7 separate regions of the Mus musculus genome follow, and all the other regions are linked to region 1. The links are chromatin contacts, called in public Micro-C and promoter capture Hi-C maps. All regions are on one chromosome and are shown on one strand. The core of a region is the stretch at or near the end of the contact, and the rest is flanking DNA. Distances in the headings are between cores, read along the strand shown.

Region 1 (4,110 bases), core at 616-3,115:
TACCTGAGCGCAAGCTCTGACCTATTCACACAGTAAGATAAACTCAGGAAAGTTGTCAAGATCAGAAACGGCTAGGGATGGAGCTCCTTTAGGGTGTACAAGGCTCTTGGTCCATCTCCAGCACTTCATAACTGTCACCCCAGCTACATAGCAAGGTTCAGGACATCCTGGGCCACTTAAAACCCCTTATTGGTTTAAGAATAAAAAAGATGGAAGGAGAAAGACAGTTGAGTAACCAGCTTGGCAAACACGCGTGAGAGCCTGAACTTCCTTGCCCGGAGGCTGCATGTCTGAGACCTCCCTTCCTGCCAGCCCAGATAAAGCAGTAAGCTACAAGCTGAGAGACCCAGTCTGGGGAAGTTAGATGGTTCTGGATGGTAAGAGGCACAGATTTTTAAAATTCAAAAATAGAGAATTGAGAACCCCAGTGTCAATTTTCTGCTGCCATTCTCACATGCAAAAATCTGTCAGACACCAAGCCTGGCTTAATCCCAGCACCTGGGAAGCAGGGGGCAGAAGGATCTCGGAGTTCAAGGCCAGGGAAAGCTACAAAGTCAGACTCTGACTCAAAAATACAAAACACTAATCCCAGCCTCCATGTCCCCCTGACCTTCTTCACTGTGATCTGATCTCTCCTCCTGATCTGGGGACCCAAATCCTAGCTCATAAAATACAGTTCCTGAGCTCCAAAAATTGCAGGCAAGACAAAGATCTTTAAATGTGTTGTGATTTCACCTCATGATCCCTTGGCAGCTCTCCTTGTCAGGGAGGGTCCCCTTTCAAAGAGAGGTCTTCCAGGTACTGTATAATGGAAGCCTGGGTGAGAAGGTAGTTGGCCTTCAGGCATGTTCCCTGGGTAAGTCTGGCTGGGCCTGAGTGGCAAAGCAGCCGACAGTACCAAGCAGGAGTAAGTGACCCCCCAGCTCCCTGTCCTCAGGGCTGCGGTAGACAAGGGGCGATAGTGCGAGTGACTCCATTCACTAACTTAGAAACCAGTTTTTGGTTTTGTTCTTCCTTCTGATGCTGGATCTAGTAAACTCCAAGCTGGTCTTGAAGTGCTTGATCCTCCTTCCTCCACTATCCCAGTGCTGAGATGGCAAGCACGTGCCACTATTCCTGGCCTGATTTTAGGGTATTGCTGTGTGGCCCAGGCTGGCCAGGAATGTTCTAAATAGGTTCGTGAGCCATCAAACTCAGGCTGGGGTGCAGCCTAACGGCAGAAAGTCTACCACGTGTAAGGTTCTGCTTTCTATTTTCAGTACTGCTGCAAAGAACAAACTTCTTAAATAGTTCTTGGTGAAGCCGGGAGTGGTGGTGCATTTCTGTCCTCGCAGTAACGCAATAGAGGCTGGGGCTGGAACAGCCGAGAGGCCAGAACGAAACGCAGAGGGAAGCAGGACTGCGTCGAAGGCCCCGAGTTGTACTCGATCTTTTTCACAAAGCCCAGGCGGGTCCCTGACAAACGCACACTGCGCAGGTGCAGCCCAGCGCGACCCCAGGACCAGGACGGCAGCTCGGGCGAAACTGCTCCAGCTTGGTACAGACCAGGTGCAGCACACACTGTGCTTCCGGAGTCTAGAGCGCAAACGCAATGGTTGTCCCACCCCGGCCACGCTGATTGGCTGTCCTTGTCTCAGAGCAGATTTATATGAGAAGTTAAGCACAGAACGAGGTTCTGAGCGCTGATTGGTCTCCATGCCCTGTGGGCGTCTCCCGCAAGGCGGGACGTAGCCAACTGTGCATTTTAAGCCGAGGAGCTGAAGTGATCTGATTGGCTTCACAGCCTTGGGGCGGGTCTTGAAGGCAAGCGAAGGCTGGGTCGGGGCCGCGGCTGCGCAGAGAGTCTGGACGGCAGTCAGACTGGTCCTGCGAGCGCGAAGGGGCGGGGCCGACTCCACGCCTGCGCAGACGAGCCCCACGCGCGGGCGGGTGGGCGGAGCGGCCCCCCTAGCGGGGGCTGTGAAGCGCGGGGAGGGGGCCGAGCGGGTGGCGAAGCCGGCGCGCGCCCGGCTGGGGGCGGAGGGCGGAGGCCCGTGGGACAGAACAGCTGCGGCGAGTGGCGGCGGCGGAGGGAGCCGAATCGGCGACGAGCCCGGGGGTCGCAACTTGCAGAAGCGGCGGCGGCGGCGGCATCGGCCACGGCGGGCGGAAAAGCCGGGGCGCAATGGAGCGGAAGAGGTGGGAGTGCCCGGCGCTCCCGCAGGGCTGGGAAAGGGAAGAAGTGCCCAGGAGGTCGGGGCTGTCGGCCGGCCACAGGGATGTCTTTTACTATAGGTGAATGAGCGCGCCGGCCGCGCAGGGCCCCAACGGGCGCCTCCCAGCGGCCTCTGCGGCGGCCTGGGCGCCCCGACTGCGGGCCGCGGTCTGGGCCGGGCGACGTGCGTCCGAGCGTGCGTCCGAGCGTGCGTCCTACGTGCCAGCTGTGGTCAGTGCGCACGCGCCGGCCATGGCTCGCCTCAGCGCGCATGCGTTGAACCCAGTGCCTTGCCTTTTGCTGATCCGCGCCACCCAGCGCTGCTGTGAGTGCGCGTGCGCCACGCCTGCAGCCAAGGCTTCAGCCTCGTGGCTTTTAGCCCGCCTGTGGCGCGGGCTTTTGTCCTCCAAGGAATCGGGGACCGTGCGCGCCGTGCGAGGGGCGCCCGGGCCTTGGCCAGACGCCGCTGGGAAGCGGGGGTGGGAGGGGGATGGGCTGACCCTTTGACCCTCGCGGGGACTTTATCATGGTTTCGGGAAGCAAGGGAACTGCCCCAGGTGGCCTGATCCCCTCACCTGCATAAATTTGGGTTTGGCTTCTTGTTCAGCAAAATGTCCCCCATTTTTATGGCGTTTCCAAAGCCCTTGCTCTTCTTGAGCGGTGGCCCCAAATGTAACATCACAGTGGCTTCTGACTAATGTGAATGTGGTTTTTGTGTGCAAGACTTTTTTATGAATAAGTCTGCTCTTTAAAAAATATTTTAAATTTTTTATTTATTTAATGCATGAGTGCTCTGCCTGCTTGAAGAGAGAGCATCAGATCACCCAATAGAAGGTTGTGAGCCACCATGTGGTTGCTAGCAATTGAACTCATGACCTCTTAGCCAACTCTCCAGCCTTTTTTTTTTTTTTTTTTTTTTTTTTTTGAGGCAGCGTCTACATAGACCATATTTGCAACCTTTTAATCAGGGCAGTGAAAGCTGTCTATCTGAATAATAGCCAGGCAACCTACACCTGCTGTTCTTCCCCAGTTCTATCCCCAGTGGTGTGAATAGAATCCTGGGCCGCATGCATGCTGCCCTACGGCTGGAGCATCTACCTTTTTAGCCGACTGTAGTTGTCCCTACTCCACTGCACCCGGAATTGGGTGGTGCATTGTGAGTTGAACTGCCTGGCCCTTTGGTCTTAAGGAGTCGTGGGTTTTGGCAGTAAGGTTGGAAGCCAGGGCTAACTTGGGTTCCTTTCAGACTGCAAAGAGGGATGGGGTTGTTGCTTCTAATAGGTCTGCAGTAGGTAGGGTTTTTCCCAGTAGGGCTACATGCAAATGGTGCCCTGTGTGCATGGGACTTCCTCCCCTTCTCCCTTACTTGCAATGGGGCCAACACCTCTGAGAGATGATCCAAAGACACCTTGTCCCCAAGCTGTACCTGTCCCACTTGTCTCATCCCCCACAGCTGCTAGCTCACATCCATGCCCCAGAATAGCCACCAGTGCTTTCCAACGCATTTGTATAGACAGTCTCTTCTTCACGGACTCCTCCCACATACCTTGGAAACACTTAGGGCTGGAGAGTTAGGATGTCAGCCCTGGGTGTACTATGGGCCTATCGCTGGATGAGGGCAGCTCAAACTGTCCCACTCAGCAAGCTGTTGGGCACACTCCATGTGCACACAGACCTACAGAGCCGAGCTCCTTAGGCCCTGCACAGAAGTGCTGTCCCCACCCCAGCAGCCAACAGCCTTGTGACTCGGGTTGGTTTTACCTTTTTATTGGTCTTGCTGTGTAGCCCAGGCTGGCCTGGAACTTGTGGCTCCTCCTTCCTCTGCTTTTGCTGCAAGAGGGGCATATGCCATTGTTCCTGTTTAATAGGGTTTTGTTAGGGTGATCAACCTGCATGCCAGAGTCACTTGTTAGGAG
Region 2 (4,110 bases), core at 765-3,264, 770 kb before region 1:
GCTTGCGATAGAAGTCAAGCTTGGAAGAGCTCTCTCTCTCTCTTTTTAATTTAGTTAGAACAAGAGTAAGGATCGAGTGGCTTGCAGAGAATCGACCAGAATGCTAACACACACACACACACACACACACACACACACACACACACACACACACGAAAGACGACCCGGATGTGCACTGCACCGGGCCAACTAGGCTCACACCCCACCACACACACACACACACACACACACACACCACACACACACACACACACACACGAAAGACGACCCGGATGTGCACTGCACCGGGCCAACTAGGCTCACACCCCACCACACACACACACACACACACACACCACACACACACACACACCACACACACACACACACACACACACACACACACACACGAAAGACGACCCGGATGTGCACTGCACCGGGCCAACTGGGCTCACACCCCACCACACACACACACACACACACACACACACACACACCACACACACACACACACACACACCACACACACACACACACACACACACACACACACGCAAGACGACCCAGATGTGCACTGCACAGGGCCGACTAGGCTCACACCCCATCACTACAGGGCCATGCGAGCCCTACACCTGCCAGCTGCCGCTCGAAGGGAACAGGGACACCTGCCCGGCCGCATTCTGTTCATCCCCAACCCTTCTCTTCATCAAAATGCAACCGTAAACATGAGCCATAAAATGCACCAGAGCAGGAAGCACATACACCTTTAAGACCACCCTCCCCACGTGGGCGCGGTCCAGTCCTCCCAATGAAACGGAAGCAAGGGGCGGTGCCGTTCTCGCTTAAAAACCCAGAGCGGGGCTAGAAGTGAGCGTGGCCCCAGTGCAAGCTTCGAAAATTTGGGGGTTGGGTGGGGCTTGTGGGTAGTTAGAAAGCCAAGGAGGGCCCCTGAAATGGTGATCGCCCAGAAGTCTATTAGGAGTTCGATCCACAGAACTCATTTTGTGACACCTGGTTAAAGGAGAAAGCAATTCCAGCAAATTGTCCTCTGATGTCCACCTAGGGGGCTTGGAACGCGCGCACCCACACCTATTCGCGTTAGTCTCTAAACCTGATGACCTGAGTTCGATTCCCTGAATCCATATTGTGGAAATATACAAACCCCTTAGATTGTCTTTGGACGATCAAAAATTGCGTGTCTCCCCCAGTATATAAATAAAACAGACCACAGAAAAGTGGGCGTAGCCTTGAGCCAACAAATAAAGAAGGAAAAATGCAGCTAGAGGGGCTTCTGTGCCCTAAAGAAGCAAGGCTACGCAGGGCTTGGTTATGTTCATCTTTAATCTCAGTTCTCCGGAAGCAGGGGCAGGAGGATTTCAGTGAGTTTGAGGCCAGTCTGGTCTACAAAGCGAGTTCCACAGAGCCAGGGCTACATGGTGAACCTGTCTCAAAAAACAAAAACAATTTTTAAAAACCCACAACTGTTGCCACCGCAAGCCAATTTGAAAACGAGGCAGGGGGTTCGGCCTGTACTCTACAGAAAAGGTGGGGCCAGTAAGAGAGGGAGCAGGGCAAAGGGTATATGGTTCAGGCACTAGCTGGTTCATCCCTGCTACCTACACAGTGGAAGGAGAAAACCTAATTTCCTAGACTGTTTTGTGACTTTCACATATGTACACACTAAATAAACACAAAAATTTAGCGGTTCTCTAAAGCAAGAGAAATGAGGCGGCGGGAAGTGCTGCTATTTCTTTAAGCAGCAGACTCCTCCCCAGAGTGGGCGTGGTAGCGGCCAGCGCCTTGAAAAATAACCGTGGGGGGCGGGATTTGGCAATTGTCCGTTGTGATTGGTCAGATCCTCGGGCGGGGTTCCTGTAGGCGCGTGCGCGTGATGCATCCTCCCGCCTCTCAGACGCGGGGGCGTGGAGGAAGGAGCCAGCACTCGCTTTTACTGGCTCTCGCGCAGGCTCCGCCCTTTAGTCGAGGGCCCTCACGTGACGCGACGGCTGGGGCCTCCCGGCGCGGGGGACGCTAGTGGCCAAGATGGCGGCAGAGCTGGTGGAGGCCAAAGTGAGTGAGCGAGAGTGGCTCCGGCCGGGACAGGCGGGTGGCGGAGTACGGACCGCTCCTCGCAGGGAGCTGGGAGGGCGGGGTGTGGCGGCGCGGGCGGCGAGGGTGCGACTGGGACGCGGGCTGAACCTGCGGGCGGGGGGCGGGGAGACCGGGGGCGGGGTCGCCAGCTCCCTCCTGGGGTGTCCCCGCCGTCTACTGTCACTTCTCTACTGACCCTAGCAGGGGTTCCCACAGTGTGGCTACACAGCTTTCCCGGTGCAGGCACTGTCCTCTCCTTTGGGTTAGCTCTGTTGGGACATAACTGGGGGTCCTTCTGTGGTCTGGGAAGCCGAAGGAATGCAAAGTGACTTCGCCATCAGGTTTCCAAGGCAACGAGTAGGACTCAGGTCCGGGTGCCCCCCCTCTTTCCTCCCCCACAGGCCTGCATGGGGAAGGTCTACAGGGATTGCCACAAGTCCTCTGATTCTCGGGGCTCAGACTGACACCTTCTGACTCCAGACTCAGGCCAACTATAAGTGCCCAAGTTCATTTTAGAGACTCAGCCCTCGAGTCCCGCTCCCCACTTGTCAGCTCTGGGGTACCTCTTCACTTCAGCCTCCAGTGATCCTGTCTCACTCTAACCCATCTCTAACCTGTGAATCGCCTTGTAGAGTTTCTCTGCTGCCTGGCATACTGGACCCACCACCTCCTTGTTATGTGTTCCTCAGATTGATCCTCACAGGACACCTTGACTGAGTCCAGGGGAACATTGTTTAGACTTGTTCCCCCATTTCTGCATTAAGGTACCAGGGCTCTGACCTGACTTGAGTCCCCATTAAACCCTCTTGAAGTACAGCTTGGCTTAGCCTACATCCAGTTCTGCTCTGTCTCCCTGTCAAGGTTCCAGCACACTTGTCCCTCCAGAGTTATTGGAGTTCCTCAGTCCCCCTCAAGCATCTTCCCACCCATAAGATTCAGACTTGCCCCCCCCCCCCCCGTTTTTCTGCCTGCCTTGTGACATGGTCCTTCCCTCCCCACTGGGACCCTTAGGGTTATTCTAGAGGATCTGATTAAAAGGTGTCGTCCTCACCAGGCATGGTGGCACACCTTTAATCCCAGGGGTCTGGAGACAGAGGGAGGCAAATCTCTGTGAGTTTAAAGCCAACATGGTCTACAAAGTGAGTTCCTGGACAGCCAGGGCTCCACAGAGAAATCCTGTTTCAAAAAATCATTTAAAAAAAAAAGTGCAGCTGGGCGTGGTGGCGTACGCCTTTAATCCCAGTGCTCGGGAGGCAGAGGCAGGCGGATTTCTGAGTTTAAGGCCAGCCTGATCTACAGAGTGAGTTCCAGGACAGCCAGGGCTACACAGAGAAGCCCTGTCCTGAAAAACCAAAAAAAAAAAAAAAAAAAAAGTGTACCCCTCTTTCTCACCATTTACTCACCCCAAATCTACACCATTTACATAGTGGTTTTCTCTTGGGAAACAGAACTTTGAGATGGAGATATGTAAACTATGATCTGGAACGCAGGAGTTTTTTTTGTTTTTTATTTGGTTTTTTTGAGAAAGAGTTTCTCTGTGTAGCCCTGGCTGTCCTGGAACTCACTCTGTAGACCAGGCTGGCCTTGAATTCAGAAAATCGCCTGCCTCTGCCTCCCAAGTGCTAGGATTAAAGGTGTGGGCCACCACGCCCGGCTGGAACACAGTTTTACTCCTTGAAGTCCCCCTTGTACCATCCTAGAACATTGGGGTGAGGCCAAAGACTCTGTACCTTCATCCCCCCTCAGTGAGAAGGGCTGCGATTGCTTCTTTGCGGTCTAGATTCTTTAAATAAAAGCTGATGACCTCTACTTGACTCTCTGCCCCCTAGACCTCCACCTCCACCTTAGTTAGGTGAACTTGACTCTTCTTTGAAACTCTGAAATGGTCCAGAGGACTCCTGTCATGGCCCCTCACAGTGTTTTAAGAATGATAGCAATACCTCCACTTTTCTGGTAGCTTTCCTCCAATCTGTCCCAACAGGCCAGAGATTCTGTCTTTTGAGGCATCCTGGGGTTTCCAGGAAGCGAGATTGTGGTGTT
Region 3 (4,110 bases), core at 1,039-3,538, 670 kb before region 1:
ATGCAGAATGGCTGTATAATTGACAGCCATGTAGAATGAGGGTGGGACAGCTCATCCCCACAGAGAGAGCAGACTTTCATAGTGCTCTCAAGCCTTTAGCAGACATCAACGCAGGCCCTGAAGATGGGCTGGCAAGGAAAAGAAAAGGGGCTGCCACCAGGACATGGACTGAATAGGAGTAATGGGAGCTTGTTTTCAGTGCTCAGGAGGCCAGAGCAAGAGGATTTCACATTTGTGGTCTAAATGGAGAACACAGGGCAAGCACGTTCAAGCCAAAGAAAACAAAAATTCGGACTGAAGCTGTGGCTCAGTGGGCAGCACACGTGCCTAGTATGCATGGTGCTCTCATTCCATCACCACAGCATACAAATCAGGCGTGGTGGGGCTGCCTACCATCCTAGCACTTAGGAAACTGAGCGGGGAGGAGGAGAAAGAGTTCAGGGTCACCCACAGCCACACGTATTAAGTATGAGGCCAACCTGGGGTACACGGGATGCTGTCTCAAATGAAAAGCCATGGTTGGGTGATGGTGGTGCACACCTTTAACCCCAGTACTGGGAGGCAGAGGCAGGAGAATCTCTGTGAGTTCAAGGCCAGCCTGGTCTGCAGAGTGAGCTCCAGGACAGCCAGGGCTACACAGAGAAAAGCAAAAATAAGGAGGATGGGCAGCCACTGAGGAAGATACCCCCTCCCCACACAGACACGCGCACATGCGAAACGAAGGGCTTTGTATTACAAGTAGGGGCAGAGCCAGCCATGAGAACACAGAGTGCAAAGATCTGGAGAACTAGGATTGCAGCATCTTTCTGCAAACATCTGGATTACTGCCTCCATTTCAGGGCACCTCAAGTTCCTGAGGTGCAAGTAATTCCAATTATTCCTGTTCCCATGATCCTGATCATGACTGGGGGGATTATCTGCAGGCATGAGAAAATGTATGGGTGTGAGCTCCAGACGCCACCCCCCCCCCCCAAGGCCGCTCTCAGATACAGGAAGGTCACACACAGGGCCCTTTGGGCTGTTTCCCTAGTCCTCTGTTCATGGGTTAAGATAGGATCTTGCCAGATTGTCCAGGCTACCCTTGCAATTTCTGGAGGTGGGATCCTCCTAGTCTCGGTCTCCCACACTTGGGAAGAGAGGCTGGCACTGGCTCTGTTTCCTTCTCTGGATTAAGCAAGTCCAGGGGACCCAAGATGACTAAGCAGCTGGAGGTGATTGCTGCCAACGCAGACGATCTAGGTTCAATCCCCACAACTGACTAGGTGGAAGGAGAGAACTGATTCCCGCAAGCTGTCCTCTGACCTCCACAAGCACACTAAATAATGTTTAAAAAAAAATCCAAACAAGTCTTCATCTTTTTGGGTCACAGTCATGTCTACAACTGACGGGAATCCCTGCCTGGTAGCTCCACCATATGGGATGCCCCACACACATACACAGCAGACCTGGCAAGAGAAAGATGGGTCTCCCAACCAGCCCTGCCAAAGTGGGGTGACCATAGCCTAAGCCCCTGTGTTGCTGACTCAAGAGGCTGGAGAGGGAGCTCTGTGATCAAGCGTGCTTGCTGCGTTTGGTTCCCAGCACCCCTGAAAGGCAGCTAGCTCTCAACCACCTGTAACTGACTCCAGGAGCAGAGGATGGGCCACATTTTTCTAGCCATCATGAATACTACACACATGTGCAGGTACTCACACACAGACGTACAAACAATAGTTAAAAATAACAAATCCTAAAAATACAAAAGAACCTAGTTGGAAGTATTACTAGGTCCTCTCTAGATGCTAGATAGCACACTGTCCTGGCACCGAGGTTCCCAGGCCACCGTCTCCAGCAGCCTTCCAGGAACTAGAGCCTTTTACACCATGTGTGGGTTTTGCTCATCGCCCCGTTGGCAGTCCATCTTACCCTAGTTAGAATAGCAGGGAGCATGAGAAAAGTATTCTTTTAAAATTCAGTTTATCAAGAGGTTGAAGTCATGGGAAAGTTAGTTCATTCATTTTGCAGACGAAGGGGTCAGGGTCGGGAATCCCAAAGGTTCCATCTGCCCGAAGGAGGAGAGAAAGGGAGGGCCTGGGCGAGGGGCGACCGGTACCTGCGGGGGGCTTCATGGCGGTCGGCTGCGCGCGAGGCGGCGACGGCCCTCCTCTGGTCCTCACGCCTGTGCGGTCCGGATCTCCTCGGAGCTCGCCTCACCTGAGCCAGTTCCTCTGCTGTGGCTCTCAGACTGAGGCGCCCGCCGCCCGCGAGCTCCGAGCACGCTAGGAAGGCGCGTGCGCGCGAAGGCAGCTGGTCAACGCGAGTGTGCATGCGCAGGAACAACCAGTCTGGCGCCGGTGCATCGCGGTTCCGCCCACATTATCCCGAGCTTGCCCTGTCAGTGGTGCGATTTTGCGCATGCGCTGAACACAGTGGAGCCCGCAATTGGCTGTCATAGGTGAGTGAGGCGGAGCCTTACGCACCCTCGGAACGCCAGGATGCTGTTTCCATGGAAACCTAACACCCTCTCTGCCTTGCCTTTTCTGTGAGGATTTCACTCTATACAGGCTGTGTGCGTTTGTGCTTGGTCTGTTCGTTCAATTCATTTCTTTTTGTTCTTCAGCCAGTTCCTCATGACTCCACCTTCTGAGTTCTGAGATGACCAGAGTGCTCCAGCATGCCTGGCTTCCCTCCCTCTCTCTCTCTCTCTCTCTCTCTCCCTCCCTCCAACCTTCTCTTCCTTCTTTCCTTCCTTTTTTTGACACAAAGTTTCATGTAGCCCAGGCTGGTCTGAATTTGCTGACAGGCCTCAAATTCGTAGCAATCCTCCTGCCCCAGCTTCCTGGGTTCTGGGAATGCAAGTGAGAACCGCCACGGGTTTTTGCTTGTTTGTTTTGTTTTTGTAAGCTGAGTGTGCTGACTTATACCTGCAATTTCAGTCCAAGTAAAACAAAACTGACCCAACCTGCAACCTGCAGGAGTAGCCTGGACTATATACCTTGTCTGAAAAAACATGAGAGATGGCTCTGTGGTCAAGTGTAGTTGATAATCGGTGTACTGCAAAAGCCAGGGCTGGCCCCTCCTTCCTGCACCAGCCTGTGGCACGTTAAGATGCCTCCTAGGAGCTGTTGGCGGCTCCTGTTAAAATGTTGGCACCATGACATCTCCTCAGCCTGGAGCTGTCACAAGAACTGTCTACAGTAGTGTATCACCTTTCCCAACACAACAGAGGTTGCCCCTCAAGAACACCCCTGCAGGAGCTGTCCTACAGGAACTGTCCCACAGTGATAGGACCTCATCTCCAGCCTCCTTGAGCAGCCTCACAGAGATGGCGCCTCAGCAAAAGTTGGCTGTGGCCTGGAAGGACTTTCACACTAACCCATGGGCCTGATGCAGGGTAAAGAGGGTGAGGGGGAAAAAAGTCACCAATCCCCGAACAGGAAAACCCACCAATCCCTGAGCTCCTCAAGCTCAGGACTTGAAATTCCACCAATCGTTAATCTGGAAATCTCTGCCCTGAAAAGCCCTGCCTCCTAAGAAATTCTATGTAAGCCCCGCCCTTTGTCTAATTCCCTAATGTTTTACTCCCAGGAGAAGAGGGAAGATTCATCTCTCCACACCCTGAACCCACCAATAAATCTCTTACATGAGATTTTCTGCTTGGTGTGACTTTCTCATCGGAAGAGCCAAGAAGAAGCGAGGTGAAGAGAGGGTGGGGGGTGGGAGAGCGGGGTGCGGGGAAACAAGGCTCCTGAGCTCCTCAGCTCAGCCGGGGATATCCTCCCCTGGGAACTGCAACACCTCTGCTGAGAGGGCTCCCTGCGTGGTTCCTGAGCTCCGTGTCTCCGTGTGCCCTTCCATCTGAGCAGAAACATCGACAGTAATAGCACAAGTCCAGAAGACTGGACTTCAGATCCCCACACCACAGGGCCGCTCACACCTCCAGGGGACCCCATGTCCTCTTCTGGCCACAGCAGGTGCTGTGTACATATGGTGCACACACATACATTTAAGTGTATGCACACAAGCACATAAGCAACTTTTAAAACATAGGATAGTGGAGAGACAGCATTTATTTTAACACGCATCTCAAAGTACAGTTCCTGTAGGGAGAAGCAATAGTCACTCCTGGTC
Region 4 (4,110 bases), core at 1,150-3,649, 650 kb after region 1:
GAGGAAGTCAGGATTGAGGTCACTCTGCCTCGGGTATCCTGGGGAATGATCTGAGCTAGTTGCAGAGGGCAGTGCCCAATGCTGAAATCATTCCCAGCCAGTGACATCATTAAGGCCCCGCCTGCTTGGGCAGCTTGAACTGTATAATGGAGGGGCGGCCCCAGGTCTGATCCTCAACTTGAGTGCAGGTGGCAGCCTGAGTTTAATCAGAGGAAGTCCCATGAGTCCTGTCCTGGAGGCTTCTCTAGAGGCTTGGCTGCTCTTCTCATGCCCCAGGGCCTTTGCACTGGCTGGCATTTCTCCCTACCTCTGTCCCTGTCGTCATGCTAGTCTTTCACATAACAGCTGGCTGGAGTTCCCAGGGCTGTCCTCCCTGAGCCCCGCATGGGCACGATCTGACTGTCTACACCTGACAACACGTCTCTATCTGGCTCACTCTTCTTGCTCTGTTCTGTCTGCCTGTCCTGTGGAGGCCAGGATGAGTGGGAACATGATGTTGAACCACAGCGTGGATTTTCCATTGAAGTTTAAGGAAACATGGGCTTTCCCACACATCTTTCTGAGTGTCCCGTGCAGTTGGGTCACTTCCTGGAGTTCTCTGAACCTTCACAGTTGAAGTGTGAAGACTGAGAATCAGGGTTAACCACATTGCTTGCTCTCCTTCGCTCCCTCTCCTCCTCCCCCTCTCTCCTTCTCTGTCTCTCTCTTAATAGTTTATTTTTATCTTATGTGCATAGGTAGTTTGTCTGCATATATGTCTGTGTGAGGGTGTTGGATTCCCTAGAACTGGAGTTACATTCTGATCTGCTGTGTGTATGCTGGGAATTGAATGGGTCCTCTGGAAGAACAGCTAATGCTTTAAACCAATTAGCCATCTCTCCAGCTCCAACTAGACTTTAGGATATTTATTTATTTAATTGGGGTTTGTTTGTTTGTTTGTTTTCGAGACAGGGTTTCTCTGCGTAGCCCCTGGCTGTCCTGGAACTCACTCTGTAGACCAGGCCGGCCTAGAACTCAGAAATCTGCCTGCCTCTGCCTCCCAAGTGCTGGGATTAAAGGTGTGTGCCACCTGGGGTTAAGAGCACTGACTGACCTTCCAGTGGTCCTGAGTTCATTTCCCAGCAACCACATGGTGGCTCACAACCATCTGTAATGGAATTCAATGCCCTCTTCTGGTAGACAGAGATAGTGTACTCAGATACATAAAATAAATAAATCTTTAAAAAAACAAAAACAAAAGCAAAAACGGTGTGTGCCACCACACCCAGCTCTGAGTTTGTGTGTGTGTCTGTTTATCTGTCCGTTTGCTTGCCCGACTGCCTGATTGAGACAAGGTTTTATGTGCATTTTATGTGCTTAAATTTGAATCCGCCTGCCTTTACCTCCAGAGGGCTGGGATTATAAACCCAAAGCTCTCACTGATGCGCTCCAGACAGTAGAAGCCCTAGTACTGAGAAAATGAGCCCAGGTCCTGTCTTCTCAGGAGGGTACTGTCTGAGCTACAGAATTAGCCTGGAAAATTTAGTGAGATTCTGTCTCAAATATAAAATGCTGGTGCGTGATAGCACATATCTGTCATCCGGCACTTCCTGAGCTAGGAGGCAGGAGGATCAGGAATTCACTGTCATCTTTGGCCACATTAGAAGTTTGAAACCAACCTGGGCTACGTGTAGATAGATCCCTTAGTCCAACACTGGGAAGGAGAAGACAGCAAGGTCAGGCTTTCCAGATTAGTTCTCATACATGTAAATTGGAAGCTAACATGAGCTACATGGGACTCTGTGAATGTGAATGAATGAATGGATGGATGGATGAATGAAATCGCGATGTGGTACTATTTACACGTCTTTTCCATCTTTCTACGGCCCTGATTCCATTTGCACAAACACATATACATACAGAGAGACAGAGACAGAGAGAGGCAGAGAGGAGGAGGAGGAAGAGGAGGAGAAACAAATAGGGTAGGGACTGGGCGTGGTGGCGCACGACTATAGTCCCAGTACTGGGTGGCAGAGCAGGAGTATAAGGAGGATATCTGTTGAGTTCAAGGGAATCCTGTTAAATTCCAGGACATTCATGGTTAAATAGTGAGACTTTGTGCCAAAAATGTGCATATAGTACATAATATATACACATATGTAAATGTTACGCACATATATATGAACAAATAAAATAAAGCAGAAACCAGTCAATCAAAGAACAAAAAAATATAAAAACTAAAGAGGGAACTTGGATATGAAAAGAACGAATCAGAAGAGTATTTCTGCGCATGCTCTCTTGCCGCCACGCTGCCCGCTGCCTCTTGGGAGTTGTAGTTCTCCTTCGACTCCTCTCACAGGACAGACCCTAAGAGCGCTTCCGGCAGTCGCAGAACTACAGCTCCCTGCAGGCGGCGCGTGCGCGTGCGCACTGCGGGCAGCAGGCGGCATGTCGGCGCTCCGGTGGACCCGAAGCGCAGCCGGGCTTGGCCGGGTTCTGCGCTCCCCTGGGCCCCACCGCCCGCCTTCGGAGGAAGGTAAAGGAGTGTCGGATCCAGGACTATAATCTTCCCTTCCTTAGGATCCCGGTCACCTTCAACCTTTGTTCTTTGACCTATGGAGGAGTTTCTGGGGACCCATTTAGCTGGGCACTAGTTGGCAACGTCTCTCTAGGTCCGCAGGGCACTTTGACTTTTGATTGTTGCTCGCTTTTCCATGTCTCTGACCCACTGTTGGGGACTTACGGATATTGGCATTGACCTTTGGCTACTTTTAGTTAGGAGTACTTCTTGCTGGATCCTGCACCCCGATCCTTATAGCTTTGGCCTGTTCTGCCCTTGAAGTTGGTCTTTTTCTGGGTCTGGATTTATTTGTGGGCGGGGCGTGTTTTTTTTTTTTTTTTTTTTTTTTTTTTGAGCCATGGTGTTTCCATGTGGTTCATGCTGGATGCTTTATTTGAACTCAGGTCCTACTGCTTCAACCTCCTGAGTTCTGAGATCCCATGCCTGGCAGTCCTTGTCTTTTGATCCATTTCTTTCTGGGCATGACGTAAGTTTGAGGCAGGAACTCACACTAGCTTAACCTAGAACTTCCTTTGTAGCCCAGGCTGGAATCCAATTGGAGACCCTCCCACCTCAGCCTCCAGAGACCTGGGGTAATAAGTGTGCATGCCACGGTGTCCACTTGATAGGATGGTTTCTGTGTTCTTATTCTTCATGTCTCTTTCTAGGGACTTTTGGTGGCTTCTGCAGCTCAAGAAGGAGCTCCGCTGCCAGTCCCCGTGAGCAACATGTCCTGAGGGAGTGGGGCCATGCTGAACTGCTGGAAGGTAAGTTGGTGTCCTAAGTCCTTCTCCACAGTGAAGCCTTGAGGGAGTGTGCTCTGCGTTGTACCTGACCACTCCAAGGGAGTATGTAAAATGGGGTCCAGAGTCCACTGAGCAGTGTTGTCTGGCTGGCCTGTCTGTGGTCCTGTGGGTCCTCTTGTGCTGGTTCTGGGAGCTGCTGTAATTCCATTCCCTGAGTTCCAGATTCCCACCTGGGGCTCTCACTTCTAGGAAGACAGTGGAGGCCCCAAATACACCTGAACAATACCGGATTTGCATTGTTGGAATGCTGACATAGAAGTCTCCAGTTTTAGTCCTGCAGAGTCGAGGTGCAGCTGGAATCCAGCCTGTCTGCCAGGCCTGCCTGTCTGTCTTCCTTCCTTCCTTCCTCTTTCTTTCTTTCTCTCCTCATTCCTCCCTTCTCTCTTTCTCTCTTTTTTCTTTCTTGGTTTTTCGAGACAGGGTTTCTCTGTGTAGGAAGTCCTGGCTGCTTTGTAGACCAGGCTGGCCTTGAACTCAGGTCTGCCTGCCTCTGCCCCTGGAGTGCTGGGATTAAAGGTGTGCATGAGCCGGGTATGGTGGCGCACGCCTTTGATCCCAGCACTCTGGAGGCAGAGGCAGGCGGATTTCTGAGTTCGAGGCCAGCCTGGTCTACAAAATGAGTTCCAGGACAGCCAGGGCTACACAGAGAAACCCTGTCTTGAAAAAAAGAAAAAACCAAAAAAAAAAAAAAAAAAAAAAAAACCAAACAAACAAAAATAAAACAAAATAAAGGCATGCACGACCACTGACTTTGGAACCCAATTT
Region 5 (4,110 bases), core at 1,090-3,589, 630 kb after region 1:
ACCTGCTTTTGGAATACCAATAAAAGACTGGGGCAAGAGAAAGGTGAGAATGAGGTACTCATGAGGCGTGCAAGGTGTGAGGCGAGTGTAGGGTGAAAGGAGAGAGAATATGAGGGGTGTGTGTGGGAAAGAGAGTATGAGGAGAGAGTGAGAGGAGAGAGTGAGAGGAGAGTGTGTGAGAAAGGGAGCAAACGAAAGAGCACAACCGCAGCCTCAAGAGTACATACTGCGTCAAGCTGAAAGAGAGAAAGTGGGGGGGGGGGGGAGAGCTCAACTTTAAGCCTGTCAGTTTGTACCCGAAAAGTTGACTGTGTGAGTTTATTATGGGTCTTCCAGATATCACTGCTTCCAGTTGAAAACTCCGATCCTGTGTTGAGGCTAGACCCCGACTGTGTGTGTGTGTGTGTGTGTGTGTGTGTGTGTGTGTGTGTGTGTATGAGAAGGCTCCCAGGATGCAAGCTCTGCCATGGTTCAGAGAGAGAGGTTAAGCTATTTGCCCAATGACACAGCAATGGCTTGATTGGGAAGTCAACCCACGCCCACTGCCCCATAACTTTTCAACTACCCTGAGCTGCTCAGAGGAAGGTCTCTCCATTGAATATTGGCGTGTTTAAACGACTGAGGGGCTGCCTCACCACAGTAGACTTGGCTCTAGTGGGATAACTAGTTCCGATTGATGGGGGCCATGTGCCCTCTGGTGGTCAATGCCGGAATGGGTGGGAATGGGGACAGAAAGCAGGCCAGGTGTGAAGGTTGACTGTCCCTCCCCTTCTTGCAGGAATCCTAACTCTGAGTAACTCCTATTCTTTCTTCAAAACTCTGCTTGCAATGTACCCTCCTCACCCCCAGGAAGTCATTCTTGTGTCATCAGAGATATCCAAGGTCAGTTTAGAGTCCAAGCCTCCCCCCTGCCTTATGGTGCTGGAGTGTTTGTGTGCATTTCATAGACGCTAGATGAATGTTGAACGAATAAGTAAATAAATACAGGAACTAACCTCAGAAACATTCTGGGCCTAGCCTAGAAGACGACGCAGGCTTCATTCACTCCTGAAGAGTCACACGGGGTGCCTGCGGGCTAGAGGATCCTCCTTCTACCAGAGAATGCATCCCTTCTTCATCCTTATCTCGGGTGTTTGTGGAACACCTGATGTGTATCGTCCAGACATGATACTCCCTTCTGCCCGGCACTGTTTTTACAGATTATCAGGTGTACATAAGTGTATGTAGGAGGGCTGTAGAGACCGCGTGAAAAGGCAACATTGCAGCCGAGACTCCGGAGTTTGGGGGACCAAGCACTTGGAGGCACAGGCAGTGCAGTGCAAGCAAATATCCACAGGCAAGCTTGTCTGGAAGGCTAAATGAGGGGAAGGAAGCTGGGAAATGAGGGCTTGATGGTTCGAAGAAGAGGAGGAGTCTCTTAGGCCCCGTCCCTCACTTTTTTTTTTTTTTTTTTTTTAGGGATAGCCCTAACAACTTAAGCCATTGGCAAGGCAACCAAGTCCCGCCCCTCAAGGACTCCAACTTCGCGACTGTACTTGGCTTTCCGAGGCCTCTACATCCAATCCCGTATGCCGGAGAAACTCAGCCCTGTCGACTACATCCCCGCTCTGGAGATAGTCACCCGCCTTCAGGCTTGCCCATCCTCGTTGCCAAGGAGACGGCCCCCGCAAGCTTGGAGCTCCGCCTCCAGGCTCACGCCAAATTCCTAGGCGGATTCCAGGATTGGTCCCGTCGCTGTCTCGTCACCATGGAAACCCGGCCCCGCCCTGCGCAGGCTCAGCCTGCGGACCCTAAAGCTTTCCAGTTGCCTACAGGTTATAACCTACCCCAGGTTGCCAAAGAGACATCCCGGGCCCCCACGAAGGCCCCGCCCTTTGGTCGCGGAGGCTTCCCCGAGGCCCTGTCCCACGCAGGTTGCCAAAAAGTCTTCTCCCCCACGTAGCCCCGCCGCTCGCTGGCCCCCCATCTCTGACTTCTTCTGCTTCCATGTCTGACTTCACCTCCTAAAGTCATCGCCAAGGCGACCCGCCTTCGCGCTGTCCCTGGACTTCCGCACTCTTCAAGCGTGACTCCGCCCTTCCACCCCCAAGTGCCAAGCCCTCTAGACTCCGCCCACACCAGATAGGCCACGCCCCCAAGATGCTCTGCAGTCTTGACCCTCACCTCCGTCCCGGTTACTAAGGAGACTAGGCTCCGCCGCTTCGCCCCCAGGCTCCGCCCCACACACTGGACCCAGGTCTCTGGCTTCCGGAAATACTTATTTTGTCCTAGTGCGGCCACCGTTCTCCACGAGTCAGCCCCCCGCAGCGCGTTGCCCGCGTTTCTCCGCGAGCCCCACGCCTGCCGTGCGTGCCGTGCGTGCCATGCGTGAGCGTGCGCGGGCGCGTCGGCCGGCGAGGGAGCAGCAAACGGCCGGCGGCAGGCGCCGCGCGGGGGGCGGGCGGCGCGGAGGCGGCGGTGGCCATGGCCGAGGCGTCGCCGCAGCCCGGACGGTACTTCTGCCACTGCTGCTCGGTAGAGATCGTGCCGCGCCTGCCGGTGAGACCTGGGCGGGAGGGCCGTGGAGCTGTGCGCGCGAAGCTGGCTAGAGGGGAAATTGAGACCCGGCGGGGTGCGAGCAGCGTGGCGGGCAGGTCCAAGAACCTAGGGCGGCGGCGGGGTCGCCCGAGGGACGCAGGCTTGGTCGGACCCGGTGGGGCTCGGAAGCTGAGCTCCGCGCTGGGGACGGCCGCCGAGCGCGTGGCCAGGACGCGGGGGCGCGCGGCGCGGCCTCGAGCGCCGCCCCGGGCCTCGCTGCTGCGCCCAGAGGAGCTGCGAATCCGACGGCGGAGCTGGAGGGTCTGGGAAGGTCGTACCTGCACCTCCTTGCCTGTTACAGGCCTTGTGCTAAGGCTTCAGTGTGGCTTTGACCAGTTGCATCCCCCGGTCCCCACCTGGTTGTCCCCTGGCCTCCTGCTTCTTCCTCGTAGCTTTGGACATATCTATCCTGAGGACCCTGCTTGGGTGTCCTGCATCTTTTCCGGTTCAAGGTGGTTTTGTCCAGGTGCATGCCAGGGATCCTGCAAGTTTCTTGAGAGTGACTTTGACTAGGCTGGTATCCCCAGGCCTCCTCTCCCAGGACAGAACCTCCCACCTTCCAGGCATCCCTTGTTTCATACCCAGGTTTGAGGCTCGCTCCTGGAAAGGTGATCGCTCAGTACTTGCAACCTACCGTGGCCTTTCCAGGCCAAGCGTGGAGCCTGCTCCTGCCCTTCGAGGTGGAAGCCTGGGTGGGTCCTTGAAGAAGTAGTAGCTAGTTTGGTGTAAGCCAATCTACCATTGCGGAGAAGGTGGTGGAGTAATTAGCCAGAGTCTGTCAGGGTGACGACGGGGTGGGTGGTAAGAGGTGCTGTAGTTCCTTCTGGTCTCTGCACTCTCCCTCTGGATGGTGACACCATGACATTCTTCAGGGCGATTAACTCCAAGAATTCAGGTGGTGGCATACACCTTTTATTTCAGCACTTGGGAGGCAGAGGCAGGCCGATGTCTGAGTTTGAGGCCAACTGTTAGTTCCAGGACAGACAGGAACCCTGTCTAGGAAGGGGGGCAGCTTGGAGAGAGTGGTATGTGGGGTGCCAGGTGAACCTGGAACATAGGAATTGATTGTTATTTCTACTTGTGTTTCCTGTGCCTCAGCCTTGCCTCCCCAGATCTGCCTTGACGCCCCTGGACTGGGGACTATGCTGCCCCTTGGCACCATTGTGAGCTCTGGGAACTGTTTTCTGTAAGGAGATGGCCAGACCCAGGTGTACACCTAGCTGTCAGGTTTCCTTACTGGGACCAGAGCAGCACCAGGTTCTGGCTCAGTGCCCTTGAATAAGGAGGACCCTGACCTCTCAACTGCCACTGTGCCTGGCACGAGCCTACCTGTAAGCCCCAGTGACCCAGCATGGTCTTTGTTCTTACAGGGTTTGTATAGGCCAGCCAGTCAGGGAGTGACAAGTGTTTAAACAGAGCATGGGGGATGTTTTGTTTTGTTTCTCCAGACAGGGTTTCTCTGTGTAACAGCTCTGGCTGTCCTGGGACTCACTCTGTAGACCAGGCTGGCCTTGAATTCACAGAGATCTGCTT
Region 6 (4,110 bases), core at 1,065-3,564, 620 kb before region 1:
GCCAGCCTTGTCTACACAGTGAGTCACTATTTCAAACAAACAAACAAACAAACAGGGCTGGAGAGACAACACGGCAGTAGAGAACACTGACTGCTCATCCAGAGAACTAGGTTTCATTTCCAGCACCCAGTCCCAAGGGATCCAATACCCTCTTCTGGACTCTGCAGACCACTTGCATACACACACACACACACACACACACACACACACACGGTGAGCACACAGACACATGCATGCACAACATCTTTACACACAAAATAAATACGAACAGTTTTGGAAAAAAATAAAACAAAACAATGTAAATCATGGAAATGAAAGAGTCTAGGTAGGTCAGGGTGACAAGGTCTGGACCTAGGGGAAGGGGATGTGCCCAGGGCGGGCAGCTCCAGCGCTCCCCCTGGTGGCCTCTGGGCTCAGTGCGGTCTCCTGAATCTACTTAGACTCAATTGCATGCCACAAAAGGGTAATTTTTGTGGATCTTGTTTTGAATTACATTTGGGAAATTTGTGTGTGTGTGTGTGCACGTGTGCATGTACACACGCTCCAGTATGTGTGTGGTAGTCAGAGGACACAATGGTCTAGCCTTACTGGAGATTAGATTCTCTCAGGCTCTCAGGCTTGGAGGCAGATACTTTTCCTGTTGAGCTACAAACCTCTTAGTGTTTGTATTTATTTATTTATTCATTTATTTATTTATTCATTTATTTATTTATTTATTTAAATTTTATGTGCACGGGTGTTTTGCCTGTGTGCATGTCTGTGTGAAGGTGTCAGATCCCCTGAAACTGGAGACAGTTGTGAGCTGCCATGTGAGTGCTAGGAATTGAACCCAGGTCCTCTGGAAGAACAGCTAGTGCTCTTAACCACTGAGCCGACTCTCCAGCATTAGTTAGTTTTTGAAACAGGGTCTCATGTTGCCTACAATGGCTTCAAACTCACCCATGTAGCCCAAACTGAACTCAAACTTGGGGCAGTCCTCCTGCCTCATCTTCTCAAGTGCTGGAAGATAGCCCAACTCTGCATCTACCAGGTGAACCACAAACAGTAGTAGGGTCTGGGGACAGCCTGGATGGGATGTGCCAGGGAAGAACACTGAAGAAAGGTTCTGGGCTTTCTCTGAATATAAAGTGCAGTGTTTGTGTGTGTTTGTGTGTGTGAGCACACGTGCATGTGTGTGCCTGTCTGTGCATGTCTGTGGTGGGGGCATTCATATGTGTGTGCATGTATGTGTGTGGATGTGTGTGTGGATGATAGCCAGGTTCCTTCAGGAATGACAAGAGTCCAGGGAGCCGAGCCAGTAGATTGTCTGTCACAGAATGTCAGTCCACACCAGAATCCTGAGGTCACCCACCCAGGGGCTGCACTGGTCTTTCCCTGGGATGGCTGTTACCTGCAGGGATGTTCCAGATGTCTCTGAGGTCACCAAGAAAACTTGTAGAGAATGCAGACCCATGGGCTGGGGCTTCCAGCATGAGTCCCTGGTGCCACTGCCCCCACTGGAGAGTCAAAGTCATCCTCTCCTGCATGGTGAGTTCAAGGCCAGCCTGGGCGGTTTACTGTGACCCTGTCTTAAAATATATATATATGGCTGAAGTTATAACCCAAGCCAAGTACTGCAAAAGCCAAAAAAAAACCCAAGTAACAGAGAGAATAGAAAAAACCGGAGATGAACATCAGAATACAGAAATGATAAACAAGCAAATAAAAAATCAGTATTTCCTCACTATCCTGGGTCTCTGCTCGGGATTCAAACTCGTTCCTTGAAAACCACAAGGGAGCTTCCTGTCCCTGGCTCCCATGGGGTTTTTTGACTGGACCTTGCTGTTCTGTTAGATCTGGGCTGAGATGGGGAGTTTGATCGGTGTTTTCTTACTGCTAAAATGATGCTCAGCGGAAGATGAATATTATCACAATATGGGATACAAATGTATGCAAACGTCATAATGAAACTCATTATACCATACAATAAATACACACCAATAAAATAAACTCGAAAATCCAAACAAAACAAAGCCTGACTTAGTACATGCCTAACGTTAAGCAGCTTCTCCTCAGAGAGGCCCCTTTGATTGCACCATTGATTGCCAATCTTTAGACGCATAACCCCGCCCTCCAGCTAGTGAATGGCCCGTGGAGACGCCATTCCTGGGTTTGGCCCGCCCACTCGAGCCCGAAGCCCCGCCCTGCCCCCAAGGCTAAGCCTACCAGACTGTCGGCCCTAGGCTCCTCCTCTGGACCAACCTCCGCCACCTTGGCTTCTGATTGGTCCGAATGCTACAGAGGCTCCGCCCTCATCGCGGGAGACCCCGCCCCATGGAAGAGCCCTCTCTAGGCCCCGCGGTGCGTTCGGCTGTGCGGCTGCTGAGACACTGGCTGGAGGCAGGTGAGCTCCGCATGCTGAAGAGACTCGGGGTGTATCGGGGAGGAGTGGGCTGCCTCAGAGAGGACGGGGGCAGCCCAGAGAAGTGGGGTGAAGTCAGACAAGAGTGGGGTGCAGTCAGAGAGAGTTGGGGTGCAGTCAAAGAGGAGTGGGGTGCAATCAGGGAGGAATGGGTGGCAATCAGTTATGGAGGAGTGGGGTGCAGTCAATTAGGGAGGAGTGGGGTACAGTCATACAAGACTGAGTTTGGTGCAGTCAGATACGTATTGGGTAAGGTGACAGGAGTGTGGTGTAGTCAGGGGAGTGGCGTACAGTCAGGAGAAGTGGGGTACAATAAGGGAGGAGTGAAGTGAAGTCAGACAACAGTGGGATACAGACAGAGAAGAATGGAGTTCAGTCATGGAGAAGAGGGGTGCAGTCAGGGAGGAGTGGGGTGCAGTCAAGGAGGAGTGGGGCACTACCTGTTTGCTGTTTGGTTGCACACAGTACCAACACCTTGGAGACAAAGACATAGAGCAGGGGGAAGGTACCTGTGTGTCCCTCTCAGGGACTCAGGGTACATAGGCTTAGATCTTGGGGTGCACAAGGCTCCAGTGTTGACTGACTGTTTCAGAAACTTCCTGTGGGAGTGTTAGGGGCAATAGTGTTAAGGTGTGTGGGCAGCTCTCCACTGCGGGGGTGGGATGGGGTGGGGGTAGGGGCGAGGTGGGAGAGAGGGTGACGGTGGCTGGCTGGGGGACCTCTTGTTATAGCACTGAAACTGTTGCCAGGTGTCAGGGAACCAGGCACCAAGTTCACCGGTTTGCAGCTGCAGACAGGTCTAGTGCTCTCAGTGGCTTTGGGACTCTGCTTTGATCTGTTAGCTGCTGTCCCTCAGTCCTCAGTCCCCCCTACCTCCTCATGAGGGCAGGGCAGCTAGCCCTGGGTAGGCTCCCTGCAGTATCTGCCAGGGAAGATATGTGTTAAGGCCATTCTGGTGCAAGCTGTCACAGAAAGACTATGAGGAACCCCCCTTGACTCCCACCATCCTGGGGTGCAAATGAGAATCTCTACCCCGGTGGTGGCAGGCGTGCTCTCCCAGTCCTTAGGAAACTGAGGCAGAAAAATGGAAAATTTGAGGCTAGCTTAGGCTACATAGTGAGTTCCAGGACAGCCACGACTGCAGAGTGAGACACTGTCTCAAAAACACCACAGTCAGCTTGCAGTTTAGTGTAAGATTGTCTCTGAACTTGGGTGACTCTGCTGTGCAGGGAACACTGGGTAACATCTAGGGACATGTGTAACTTTCTCAAATCAGGGAGGAGGTCCTGGCATGCAGTGTGGAGCCTAAGACTGCACAGTGCCTTGCAGGGCCCATAGTGTCCCACAGACAATGAACAGGCCCAGTGTCCACAGCCCAGAGGTGTGAAAAACTGCCTGAGATCTATGCAGCCAGGTTGGAAGGATGTGGACTGGGATAGAGCCCGGGGTGGAGAACCTGCCTAGAATCCCCCAGTGAGGCACTAGGGTTGGAAGCCATGTCCATCCTCCTGCCTCAGGCTCTACAGTGCTGGGATTACAAGGTATTTGTTAGGATGCTTAGTTCTTCCAGGTGGCTCGTTCTGTTCTGTTTTTAAGACAAGGTCTCCTGTAGCCCAGGCTACCTCCAACTCTCTCCTGATCCTCCAGTCTCTGTCTTGAGTGGCAGGACAGGTATGGGTCACCACACTTGGCCCTGTGAAGGTTGCTCA
Region 7 (4,110 bases), core at 537-3,036, 520 kb after region 1:
GATCGAACCCTAATTTAACCATCCTTATCCTATATCTGATCTTGGCTCTAGTAACCTTAACCCCAAACCTCAAGCTAGCCACAGGCTTAACCCCAGGCCCAGGTCTAACAGGACCACTAACCAAGCGCACCAGACAGGAAACACAGCCAGCCAGGTCAGAAGCTAAGGGACAGACCCGGGTCCCACACTATGACGGCTCCATGGTCCTAGCATGGCACACAGTAGGTTTTCCCTACGTGTCTTCTGCAGCAATGGATCCCCAGAACCCGACCTACCTGGAGGAGAAGCACGTCATTGAGGTTCTCCTCGGGGTTGTAATTGTTCTGGAAGACCTGACTGATGGTGAACTTCTGCTGCTCAGGCTCCGAGCTCAGCAGGTCGTGGGCACCCAGCACCACTGTCACAAGCTGCCAGGAGCTGCAGTGAAGGTTGTGGGATGTTGTTTGTTGTAGGGAAAGGGATGGAACCCGGATCGATCCTTCAACACGTTACCAAGTGCTCCACCCCTGACCACGCCCTCTGGGAGGAATCCAGGTGGGGCTCTACCATAACCACGCCCCCTAGTCGCTCACTGGGGGATTCTAGGCAGGTAGGAGGAACTCTACCCTGACCGTGCCCACAGACCCTTCCCTGGGGAATTCTAGAAGGGATATTTACCCTAACCACTCCCCTATCCCCTTCACTGGGGGATTCTAGGTGAGAGAAAGTCTCTGTTGAAATAATCTCCTGGAGAACGCATGGGGAAGAGCTGAGGCAGGTCTAGAGGGAGCCTTTGGAAGGGGAAGAGACTATGAGGTACCCATCCAGGGCTTTGCTGTCAGTTCAGACCTGCCACTCCCTCGCTGTCTCCTGAACTCACATGTCCTGCAGGCAGTGGGCGGCTGTCAGCACGAATCTCGGGTGGATCAGGGTGCCACCACAGAAGTGGCTCCCAGGGAACCTGCTCAGCTGCAGGGATGCCACATAAGGCCGAGAGTGGGGCCGAGCCTCGTGCCCACCTACAATCTTGGAGGCCTGGACTGCGCCTAGGGGAAGTAGGTGTCAGGAATGCAGCCTGAAGGGTTCCAGCCATGAGAGCCACAGTCTGTTCTACCTATGGTTTTAAAGTGACCTGTGCCTGGGGAGGAGTCGGGGGCTGACTTGAGTCTACACGTATTATTTTGTTTTGAGATAGTGTCTCACACTGTGGTCCAGGGTGGCCTTGAACTCAGCGAGATCTGCATGCCTCTGCCTCCCAACTGCTGGGATTAAAGATGTGCGCCATTCAGCTTGGCTGGTAATTCCTGATTCCCTGGAAATTCCTCCCTGCAGTGAGAGTCCGTGGGCGGCACACATACAGTAAGAACCCATCAAGGGCTGAAGCTGGTGTTGGGTTCAGTGGGTAGAGTCGTGGCTTACACGCACAAAGCCCTAGGTCCCACATCCAGTGCCACAGAAACACAGCATGGGAGCTTGCTACCCCAGTACTGAGATGAGGCATGAGGGCCAGGAGGTCAAAGCTGATTTGCTATAATGTAGCAAAGGCCAGCCTGGGCTACTTAAGACTCTGTCTAAAAAAGAACCCTAAAACAGAAGGAAAGCAGTCAATGCCCCCTCTCATTCTTTCCTTCCCAAGCATTTAACCAGGGGATGCCCTGACCTTCCCAGCTATTCTAGGAAGGTGCTGGTTAATGAACAGCTCCCCACCCCCCCACCCACACACACACTCACCACCAACCACCAGGGCAAGCAGCAGGAAGGGATGGATCCCCTTGGGGGATGGGTAGCTTCCAGCCATGGCCAGGCTCCTGGCATCCTGCTTGCTGGGGCCCTCTTATAGCCCAGCTCTGCCGGGAGCCGTTGAACAGTGGCTAAAGGCTGGGCTGTGGGTCCCACTTCCTCCTTCCAGTTTGGGGGCCCAGGAATGTTTGCAGTAGGGCAGGACGCAGGGGGTCTCTCTGGAGGCACAGGAAGCCCTCTGCCACCCAGAGCGTGCTGAGGGTCCTGGGACAAGCCACTTTAGTACCCACTCAGCTATGATCCACAGATCCTGTGATACACCCCCCATCGATGACCCTCCCCATTAATAACCTGCCTAGATTTTACTTTGGGAGTTCATTATTTCTCCTCTAATGTTGTAGTGTGTGTGTGTGTGTGTGTGTGTGTGTGTGTGTGTATGTGTGTTCATTTTAAACAGGGTTGCATGTAACCCTGGCTAGCCATGAACTCACCACGTATCCAAGGTTCCTTCTGCCTCAGCCTCCTGCACGCTCGGATGACAAGTATGCACTTCTGCACTGGGATAATTTCCTATTCTTTTCTCTTTACTGGTTTTTTTTCATATAAATATATATATTGTGTGTGTGTTTTATTTCTTTTTAATTTATATATCTTAAATTTTTTAATCTTTCTTTCTCTCTCTCTCTCTCTCTTTCTTTCTTTCTTTCTTTCTTTCTTTCTTTCTTTCTTTCTTTCTTTCTTTCTTTCTGCATAGGCATGTGTGGATGCACATGCATAGAGTGGCCTGAGGTTGACACAAGGTATCTTCCTCAGTGACTCTCCACCTTATATTGAGGCAGGGGCTCTCTCTAAGGTTTCAGTCAATCAGCTCTCTAGCTTGTTGGGGGAGAGGTGTCCCTGTCTTCTTCTGGGCCTCCTTACACAAATGCTCGGAAATACAGGAGGCTGTCTCCGCTGTGGACACGGGTTCTGGGGACTGGAACTGCAGCCCTCCCTTCTGCCATAGTGCTTTACCCACTGAGCTATCTGGCCCTTTCCCTCCCCATCCACCCCTGTTTATTAAATCCCAAACCAACATCAATCCTCCTGCCTCTGTGCTGGGATCACAGAGCAAATATATTCATTTATTATAAAATAGTCTAGCACAGCAATGGTGGCACACGCATTTAATCCCAGCACTCAGGAGGCAGAGGCAAGAGGAGCTCTTGTGAGTTCGAGGCCAGCCTGGTCTACAGAGCGAGTTCCTGGACAGCCAGGGCTACACAGAAACCCTGTCTCAAACCTAAAAAAAAAAAAATCAATAAATGAAATAGTCTAAACCCATAGAACACTGGGATACAGCCAAGTATTGAGCACTTGCTTAGGCTGCATAAGGCCCTGAGTTCCATCCCAGGAGTACAAAGTTAATGCATTCATTCCTATATGAACGAACTTCTCCATGTGTGCATGTGTGTCGTGTCTGCACAGCGGGTCGGAGGATAACAGTCAAGAGTAAGTTCTCTCCGTCCACTGTGTGAGTCCCCAGAACTGAACAGAGACCCTGAGGTTTGGCAGCAAGCGCCTTTCCCCACTGAGCCATCTCAGTGGCTCATAAATAAGGAAGGAAATTCATTAAGTTAAAAGAATAAACCACACGAAGAGAAAGAAACCACAGACCTGGGGGGCTGGAAAAAAGGAAAAGAGAGAAAGAAAAGGTTGTGTGGTTTCATTTTGAAATGAAGCCTTGCCGCTGGCAGAGGTCCGCAGGCTTCCGGGACTTGCCTCTCTGTTCCCGGACTTCTTACACAACACAACGGCTGCATGACTCTGGACCATCGGACCATCGCCAATCCTTCCCCCGCCCCTTCCTGCTTGAGGCCATGACCCCGAGTCCTCAGCATCTTTTGTGCACTTCAGGGTTCCCTGGGTGGTAGAGTCCCCAGCGTCCCCGCTCTTCAGAGAGAATGCACTGAGCTTCTACACCTGGTTCTGTCTCATGCTACTCAGGAACCATGATGTGGGCTATGTCCTGGTCAGGGCTAAGTGCACCTCTGAGAACTGTCTATTTATTCGTCCCATCATTTTAAGACAAGGTCTCATGTAGCCCAGGTTGGCTCCAGATTCCCTACGGAACTGAGGATGACCTGGAACTCACTCTGTAGACCAGGTTGGCCTCAAACTCAGAAATCTGCCTGTTTCTGCCTCCCAAGTGCTGGGATTAGGACCTTGAACCTCCTCTTTCAGCCTCTTGGCTGTTGGAATTACAAGGAAGAGTATGAACTCAGCCTCCTGCCCTTGCTCTGAACCTACCCATGATCCTTCAGTGCCTGACTGACAGCCAAACTCCTCAGCTAGGCCATGTGTCTGCAAGAGTCCACTTTCCCCAACTGCACATGGAGATCCCGCCCTGGA

The links. Promoter capture Hi-C pulls out the DNA fragments that hold promoters and counts their contacts. A called contact is a pair of places that touch in the nucleus more often than the background predicts. Capture Hi-C pulls out chosen DNA fragments and counts their contacts.
Region 2: a contact with region 1 is called in a promoter capture Hi-C map of adipose tissue, with 2.7 times the contacts expected there. The contact joins the promoter of Pias4 here to the promoter of Mbd3 in region 1. A contact is called at or near these places in 6 of 39 promoter capture datasets (the C10 cell line, hematopoietic stem and progenitor cells, hippocampal neurons and 2 more), 1 of 484 Hi-C or Micro-C datasets (uterus), 3 of 115 datasets of contacts at active chromatin or transcription factors (astrocytes, double positive thymocytes and embryonic stem cells) and 2 of 9 other capture datasets (adipose tissue and liver).
Region 3: a promoter capture Hi-C map of adipose tissue shows a contact between it and region 1, with 4 times the contacts expected there. The contact joins the promoter of Thop1 here to the promoter of Mbd3 in region 1. A contact is called at or near these places in 3 of 39 promoter capture datasets (embryonic stem cells, liver and pre-B cells), 2 of 484 Hi-C or Micro-C datasets (CD8 T cells and myocytes), 6 of 115 datasets of contacts at active chromatin or transcription factors (astrocytes, bone marrow-derived macrophages, double positive thymocytes and 3 more) and 3 of 9 other capture datasets (adipose tissue, liver and macrophages).
Region 4: a Micro-C map of embryonic stem cells shows a contact between it and region 1, with 3 times the contacts expected there. The contact joins the promoter of Polrmt here to the promoter of Mbd3 in region 1. A contact is called at or near these places in 2 of 484 Hi-C or Micro-C datasets (the N1E-115 cell line and embryonic stem cells).
Region 5: a contact with region 1 is called in a promoter capture Hi-C map of pancreatic islet. The contact joins the promoter of Rnf126 here to the promoter of Mbd3 in region 1. A contact is called at or near these places in 2 of 39 promoter capture datasets (liver and pre-B cells), 1 of 484 Hi-C or Micro-C datasets (CD8 T cells), 1 of 115 datasets of contacts at active chromatin or transcription factors (pancreatic cancer cells) and 1 of 9 other capture datasets (pancreatic islet).
Region 6: a promoter capture Hi-C map of pancreatic islet shows a contact between it and region 1. The contact joins the promoter of Gng7 here to the promoter of Mbd3 in region 1. A contact is called at or near these places in 5 of 39 promoter capture datasets (cranial neural crest, fetal liver, liver and 1 more), 2 of 115 datasets of contacts at active chromatin or transcription factors (bone marrow-derived macrophages and pancreatic cancer cells) and 3 of 9 other capture datasets (adipose tissue, macrophages and pancreatic islet).
Region 7: a contact with region 1 is called in a promoter capture Hi-C map of liver, with 2.5 times the contacts expected there. The contact joins the promoter of Prtn3 here to the promoter of Mbd3 in region 1. A contact is called at or near these places in 5 of 39 promoter capture datasets (embryonic stem cells, hippocampal neurons, liver and 1 more), 3 of 115 datasets of contacts at active chromatin or transcription factors (double positive thymocytes, embryonic stem cells and memory CD8 T cells) and 1 of 9 other capture datasets (adipose tissue).

What each region holds. Positions count from the first base shown.
Region 1 is chr10:80,397,286-80,401,395 of GRCm38.p6, reverse strand. It overlaps Mbd3 (methyl-CpG binding domain protein 3), which reads left to right and starts at 1,865. Exons shown (of 7, transcript NM_001306143.1): 1 at 1,865-2,178. The coding sequence starts at 2,165.
Region 2 is chr10:81,165,624-81,169,733 of GRCm38.p6, reverse strand. It overlaps Pias4 (protein inhibitor of activated STAT 4), which reads left to right and starts at 2,014. Exons shown (of 11, transcript NM_021501.4): 1 at 2,014-2,049. The coding sequence starts at 2,023.
Region 3 is chr10:81,068,261-81,072,370 of GRCm38.p6, reverse strand. It overlaps Thop1 (thimet oligopeptidase 1), which reads right to left and starts at 2,288. Exons shown (of 13, transcript NM_022653.4): 1 at 2,093-2,288. The coding sequence starts at 2,108.
Region 4 is chr10:79,744,870-79,748,979 of GRCm38.p6, reverse strand. It overlaps Polrmt (polymerase (RNA) mitochondrial (DNA directed)), which reads left to right and starts at 2,399. Exons shown (of 21, transcript NM_172551.3): 1 at 2,399-2,515; 2 at 3,208-3,306. The coding sequence starts at 2,428.
Region 5 is chr10:79,765,181-79,769,290 of GRCm38.p6, reverse strand. It overlaps Rnf126 (ring finger protein 126), which reads left to right and starts at 2,339. Exons shown (of 9, transcript NM_144528.3): 1 at 2,339-2,538. The coding sequence starts at 2,464.
Region 6 is chr10:81,013,129-81,017,238 of GRCm38.p6, reverse strand. It overlaps Gng7 (guanine nucleotide binding protein (G protein), gamma 7), which reads left to right and starts at 2,314. Exons shown (of 4, transcript NM_010319.3): 1 at 2,314-2,383.
Region 7 is chr10:79,877,343-79,881,452 of GRCm38.p6, reverse strand. Prtn3 (proteinase 3) reads right to left here and starts at 1,786. Exons shown (of 5, transcript NM_011178.2): 1 at 1,711-1,786; 2 at 860-1,025; 3 at 276-417. The coding sequence starts at 1,777.